Regions from separate parts of the Macaca mulatta genome. Here region 2 is linked to region 1. A link is a contact called in public Hi-C data. All regions are on one chromosome and are shown on one strand. Each heading gives the region's core, a stretch centred on a gene start, on an enhancer-like site or on the middle of the called end of the contact. The rest is flanking DNA. Distances are from core to core; before and after follow the strand shown. Region 1 has its middle 51 kb from the start of ANKRD55. Region 2 overlaps MAP3K1 (mitogen-activated protein kinase kinase kinase 1).

Region 1 (3,406 bases), core at 514-3,013:
ATGTGATGTTCCCCTCCCTGTGTCCATGTGTTCTCACTGTTCAACTCCCACTTATGAGTGAGAACATGCGGTGTTTGGTTTTCTCTTCTTGTGTTACTTTGCTAAGAATGATGGTTTCCTGCTTCATCCATGTCCCTGCAAAGGACATGAATGCATCCTTTTTAATGGCTGCATAGTATTCCATGGTATATATGTGCCACATTTTCTTTATCCAGTGTATCATTGATGGGCATTTGGGTTGGTTCCAAGTCTTTGCTATTGTGAACAGTGCTGCAGTAAACATACATGTGCATGTGTCTTTATAGTAGAATGATTTATAATCTTTTGGGTGTATACCCAGTAATGGGATTGCTGGGTCAAATGGTATTTCTGTTTCTAGATCCTTGAGGAATTGCCATATTGTCTTCCACAATGGTTGAACCAACTTACACTCCCACCAACTGTGTAAAAGTGTGCCTATTTCTCCTCACGCTCTCCGGCATCTGTTGCAAACAGTTTATTTCCTACACAATTTGCTCATTGTCTATAAGACTGGGGGAAAAAAAAGGAGAAAAATGTGACAAGTGACTGAATAATTTCAGTGATGACTAGGTCATTTGTGAAGTTTATCAGCCAACAAAACGTAATAAGGTTGAGTTGGTCCCTAGTCTCCCAAATATCCCCTCTCCGCGGCTCTGGAGGGCTGTGATGTCAACGAGGAATAATGGCTCCCATCCAGGGTTCTGGTTGTTTTCTCCTTCAGTTTTCACAATTCTTAAAAGAAGCACTAACCTGCTTTCTTTCTCTCTGCTGGGGTGGATGTGATTACAAAGCTCTTCTTAGCCCCAGGGAAAGATTATTGTTACCTGTGGTCCTGAGAGATCCGGCTTTATTTCTCAAGCCTTTTGTATGTGTGCTGGGAAACCCTAGGTTTAAATGTCTCTTCTCTAGAGAGCTGGGCGATCTTTCACCACCACAAAGTGGCCCAACCTCACACTCTGTCTGAGGGTTACTCTGGAGTCCCTCTGCTGGCCATGAGAAACAAGAGCAGAAAGCAATTCTTTAGAATAAGAAACCCAGAATTTTATGTTTGAAAGTGATACGTAGAGAGGCAAGACTATTCCTGCTCAGCAAAAGGAAGTTACACTCAGGTTATGATCTAAAGTGGTGAGACTAGACGCAAAATCAAAATTAATTTAATACAGGGTACTGGAAAAAAATAACTCCTTTGAGGAATACCTGGAATGTACAACTAATGTTTTGTTTTTAGAACAAGGCTGGAAATCAGTGGAGATTGCTGAGATTGGAGCAAACCCATTGGAAGGCATGCTCCTTACCCACACATACTCTGCCTTTCCCTCAGCTTGCTTTGGTCTGGTCTAATTCATGAGTCAGATTACCAAGGTATCATACAAATAGAGAGACGCCATACAGATACCAAAGTGAACCGATGGAATCAGACACTTGCGTGTGAGCAACGGATGCAGCTCTCTAATTATGGACTGGGCTTCGTGGTCCATTGGCCCTGGGTTTCATTAACTGCCCAGGCTCCCTCCAGAGACTCAGGGCATGTTTTGTTGCTGTGGGTGGTGCTCCTGCTCTACCAAAGGGACCACAAGACAGCATGCACTTCAGATGATGACACAGAATAGGTGGTGAAGGACTTCTTCTACAAAAAGAAGCGGTTCCTGGTGTTTGTCACCAAAAGGACAAGAAAAAGAGAAATGAAAATCAACTACATATGCAACAACGTCATATCTTCTCTTGACTCATTTTCTGATCAAACAAAAATGAAAATAAAATCCATGCACTATACAGTGACTTAGAAATATCTACCAGCCCAGAGGAGAAGTAGATAAAGAGTGAAAATATCTCAAAGGAGATGGATGATAAATGGATGGCATTTGGTGGAAAGTCCTGACAATACATCGAAGGAGAAACTGGTCACCTGTGGTTAGGAAAGGGCAATGTACTGAGGGGCCTTGGCCATCCCTGAGATGCAATGCATCACAGCAGCCAGTGGGGGTCAGAGGTGCTCCATGGCTTAGGGTGCCTTTAACCCTCAGCCTGCAAATCCTGCTCACAGGAGACCAGCTGGACCTCCTTTGGAGCTGGCACTTCCCTTCAGGCAGAGCAGAACTGTGAAAACATAGGAGGTGGTTGATCCCATATGCTTTACCGCAAGCTCAGTTTTGACTTCAAGACAGTTCGCTGATTTTATTTTTTCTTTCACTTATTCTCTTCCCGTTTCTCTTGTTCCCAGCAAGAACCTCTCTGTTGATCATGGATACAGGACAGCCATCTCTCTGAATTAAGCATGTGAGCACCTGAAATCAAGGACTATGGCCTGTTTCCTGAACCCTTATCTCTCTAGTGTACAGAACTTTTTTTTAAGTCACTGGCAGTTCGGAGACAATGCTTAAGTGGGTGGGTGGGTCTGGTGGGTTTATAGGTACACACGGCTGGAGGTGGCTCACACAAGCTCATGAGAGCCAGTTGTGTAATCTCTTCCTCGCCCCCAGTGAAGTGATGTCGTGTTGGAAGCTTGACGCTGGCCACTGTGGGAGTATTTATGCTACAAAAATGGCCATTTACTGCAAATCAGGACTACCCTTCTCCCCGCAGCACTCCAGAAAGCTGGTTGTTAAATACAGTGAGTACACCAGTGGCCCCAGGGCAGGTTTAAGAGTCAGAGAAGGTATAAATAGCTGATCAGGCCTGGTAGCTCATGCCTGTAATCCCAACAGTTTGGAAGGGTGAGGCGGGAGGATCTCTTGAGCCCAGGAGTTTGAGACTAGTCTGGGCAACATAGTGGGACCCCGTCTCTACAAAAAAATAAAAAAAAATTGGCTGGGTGTGGTGGCACACACCGGCTGCTTGGGAGGCTGAGGCAAGAAGATCACTTGAGCCCTTAAGGTTGCAGTGAGCCATGATTGCGCCACTGCACTCCAGCCTGAGTGACAGAGCAAGACCCTGTCTCAAAAAGAAAAAAAAAAAAATTACTTAGCACCATGTATGTTCATGTTCAGGCCACAATGCATCTAGTGAAAAGAAAAAGGAGCAGAGTATGATTAGCTGAGAGGATCTTCCAGTATGAACCATTCCAGACACTATAATCAACAATCCTGTAAAGATGCCTTTCCTATTAAGGGCAAGCAAGAAATTAAATAAAATTTTTGTTTGTAATTTTTAACAGTTGAACTGCAATGCTAAGTGGCTCCTGAAGCCATGCGCCCCCTTTTTCCTTTCAATTTTGAGCATTAGGAAAAATGTGAGCTTCCTTAGAAAGTTTATAACATCAGATTTATCATTTTTATGAAGCAAAAATCCAGAATAAAAACAGTGGCCACCAGGAACCATTGAACAATACGTGTTTGCTCATGTCATGTTCATGTGCAACTCATGGATTTAAAGGCATAAAGTTAGC
Region 2 (3,406 bases), core at 457-2,956, 580 kb after region 1:
AAGTGATAACCAGCTACTCTGACTCTGACTCTGACTCTGAATCAGGGAGTGTTTATCAAGCCTGTGACATCTGTTGTTCTGGGTGCTTTGTTCCTAGCTGCAGGACAGGGAAAAGGCCCTGCCCTCAAAGAAGTTACCCTTTCCTTGTCTAGTTCAGCCAGTGATTGTGTGTTTATAATATGATTATCTATTAATACATTGTCTTATTTTAATTTTGGTTAATTTTATATATATTTTATATATATTTTATGTTTCTGTACTGTGTTCTAGTTTTCAAAATCCTATGATTGTGCTGGATAATACTTTTAATTTTAAAACTCAAGTGGAGTGGTGTTTTAATGGAAACTAATCCATGATTTAGGGTAGATGGATTTATTGTGCATGACCATGTGGATATATGATAAATATGAGTCGATCAGAATCACTAAGGTGGTATTAAACTGCTTATATGTATTGTTTATAATTAGTTGTGTTATTGTCTTTGTTACTTGACTTCCATATTACTTAACTGTTGATGTGGTTAATCAGAACATGAGCTTTTTGAGGGTGAATTCTGTGCCCATATCTCTCAAAGGCCTAAATAGGAAGGTTTGCACACAATACTTAAAATAGTTTTTCCGCCGATAAAGATTTCTGATACAGATTCAACATACTATAAAACTGATTTCAGCCGGGTGTGGTAGCTCATGCCTGTAATTCTAGCACTTTGGGAGGCCAAGGCGGGTGGATTGCTTTGAGCTCAGGAGTTCAAGACCAGCCTGGACAACATGGAGAAACCCCATCTGTACAAAAAGTACAAAAAAATGAGCCAGGTGTGGTGGCTCGCGCCTGTGGTCCCAGCTACTCAGGAGGCTGACGCTGGAGGATTGCTTGAGCTGGGAAGTGGAGGTTGCAGTGAGCCAAGATTGCGCCACTGCACTCCAACCTAGGCGTCAGAGCCAAACGCTCTCTGTCTTAAAAAGAACGAATCAATCCTGTGTTCTGCTAAAGAGAGGATATTTACCCTGTGGGGAGATGAAAGTAGTAGTGCCTGTTTCTTGTTATAAATAAATAGAAGTTGTGCCGTCTTTAGTTCTCAGGGTCAAACTTGACTGAATAGAACCTGGAATGAAATCTTGTGGGAACTAATTTTCAGAATGTGAGCCATTTTTATACATTGTTACTTCTTATGTAAACCTACCTGTGTTATAAATGTTGCATCACATAAAGATGGAAGATTCCCCCTTCCAATGGTTTATTTAATCCTCCTTGCTTAGAAGAAGGAATAGGCCAACAGTTGGCAAAGACTGTATAGTCTCTGGAAAAACTGTCTTACTGGAAAATAGAATTGTCTTAGTATTGAGATAAAAGATGGTTTGGTTTTGGTTTTAGTTTTGTTTGCAATCTAGGTCAACAGATTAAAAGTACTTGTACATATTCATTTTCCTTTTGTTCTTAGAAGACACAGACTGTGAAGTCACTCCTCTGAGTGTAAGTCATAGTGTTTTTTGCATACAGACTTTATCACCTTGAACATGTAACTGAACCTCCCGTATCCTTTGTCTCATCTGTAAAATGGAGTAGTAAGAGCCGTGTCTCAAGAGAATTGACTGAGTAGCCCATGTGGCTGTTAGCCCTGTCCATGGAAAGGAATCGTCAGTCTTCCTGTTTCATTATGCTCTCCTACCCTCAGTTACTCAGGAGAATTGACTGAGTAGCCCATGTGGCTGTTAGCCCTGTCCGTGGGAAGGAACTATCAGTCTTCCTGTTTCGTTATGCTCTCCTACCCTCAGTTAAGTCATTCCTGCTCCTGCCCTTTACCTGGAACCTTACACTTTAAGGGTTCCACAGTGGACTACGATTGTTTCGGAAGCTGGGTCCTCCGTTGCTCTCCTCTTTCCTCAGTAATATGGCTTATGAGTTTGGTAGCGTGTGAATTTCTTCTGCTATGAAGGCTTCATGAGTAGACTTTAGTTAGCTCTGAATTGTGCCTGTCCCAAATAATCTAATGTATTTTCTAGGGTTCCTTGAAGTTCCTTGGACACTAAGAGAATCAAGATATGGAAATCTTTATTTATACTAAGGTTGAATCTCATTGACTTCCAGAAGGGCTTTCTACGAAAGATCATTAGAGTCTTAGTTGCCTCTATTGCGATGAAATGCTCTAATAATGAAGAGAATTAATATGCTTTTTAAATTATTATAATCAAATAGTCATTGTTGTAAAAACTTACAAAACTTCTTTGTATTATCATCATATAGGTATCAGCACAAGTGCTGACTTCTTGTAAAAACAAACTCAGATTGGACAGTGAACACTCATAGCAGCAGAGAGCACAGGCTCTTCAATCAAACCTGTGAGAGTTTGAATCTAGCCCTGCCCTTCACTTATAAACTGTGTTACCCTGCGCATAACCTAGCCTCCCCAAGCCTCTGATAGAAAAGACTTCACAGGGTTGCTGGAAGGGTGCAGTAAATTCATACATGTAAAGCACCAAATCCATTGTCTGGCATGTAATATAATTTTTCTGTGATGACACTCTGGCAGTTATTTCTCCGTTATCACTAGTTGTTGACAAACAGTATTTCCTTCCTAAAGATGAGCCATTTAATAACTTAAAAATTACATTAGACTGGTAGGATTATTTTTGTTTATTTTTTTGGAGATGGAGTTTTGCTCTTGTTGCCCAGGCTGGAGTGCAATGGCGCAATCCCGGCTCACCACAACGTCCCCCTCCTGGGTTCAAACGATTCTCCTGCCTCAGCCTCCCGAATAGCTGGTATTACAGGCATGTGCCACCACACCCGGCTAATTTTGTATTTTTAGTAGAGATGGGGTTTCTCCATGTTGGTCAGGCTGGTCTTGAACTCCCAAACTCAGGTGATCTGCCTGCCTCGGCCTCTCAAAGTGCTGGGATTACAGGCGTGAGCCACTGCGCCCGGCCAGGATTCTTATTTTTAAGTGTTTATTAAACGTCCCCTGTGTGCCAGGCATTGTGTAGAACTAATGTTTCAGTCAGACTCTTTGATGTTGCAGGGAACAGAGATGGGTTAAAATTTATTTCATTCCAAATTAAAGAATCCACCAAGAAGTTTCCTCCATTGTACACTTGGCTCCTGGAGAACTAGTCATTCATTATCCAGGGTGGTACAAAAGTGGCTGTCGTCATCTAACAGCTTATCAAGGGACCCAGGTACAAGTGTTAGGTTGGCTTTTGTTACTTCTTCATCCCTGTCTTTCTTCTAATTTCTCTCTCTTCTCCCTTATTTCTGTCTCAGTGTTTCTACTTACTACCTTGCTCTGTTTCCCTGTTAAACGCCACTCTTCCTGCAGTGACACTATTTGTGTGTTTTACTTTCAAACTCTCAGAAAGGGAGATCTGACTCAGGCATACAATACCATTCAGTATAGAAGGTCATTGGACCA

The links. Hi-C and Micro-C count contacts between places; a contact is called where the count stands out from the background.
Region 2: a Hi-C map of CD4 T cells shows a contact between it and region 1, with 6 times the contacts expected there. The contact joins two enhancer-like sites. A contact is called at or near these places in 6 of 14 Hi-C or Micro-C datasets (CD4 T cells, blood, fetal cortex germinal zone and 2 more).

The regions. Positions count from the first base shown.
Region 1 is chr6:64,090,383-64,093,788 of T2T-MMU8v2.0, forward strand. No RefSeq gene overlaps it. Among named protein-coding and RNA genes, the nearest start is that of ANKRD55, 51 kb to the left of the region's middle. Within about 2 kb of position 1,764, at least 11 of the 40 cell types and tissues checked have an H3K27ac peak or open chromatin away from gene starts, as enhancers often do. A contact at or near this core is called in CD4 T cells, where this site is marked.
Region 2 is chr6:64,667,180-64,670,585 of T2T-MMU8v2.0, forward strand. All of the region lies in intron 1 of MAP3K1 (mitogen-activated protein kinase kinase kinase 1), which reads left to right. Among named protein-coding and RNA genes, the nearest start is that of MAP3K1, 34 kb to the left of the region's middle. Within about 2 kb of position 1,707, at least 7 of the 40 cell types and tissues checked have an H3K27ac peak or open chromatin away from gene starts, as enhancers often do. A contact at or near this core is called in CD4 T cells, where this site is marked.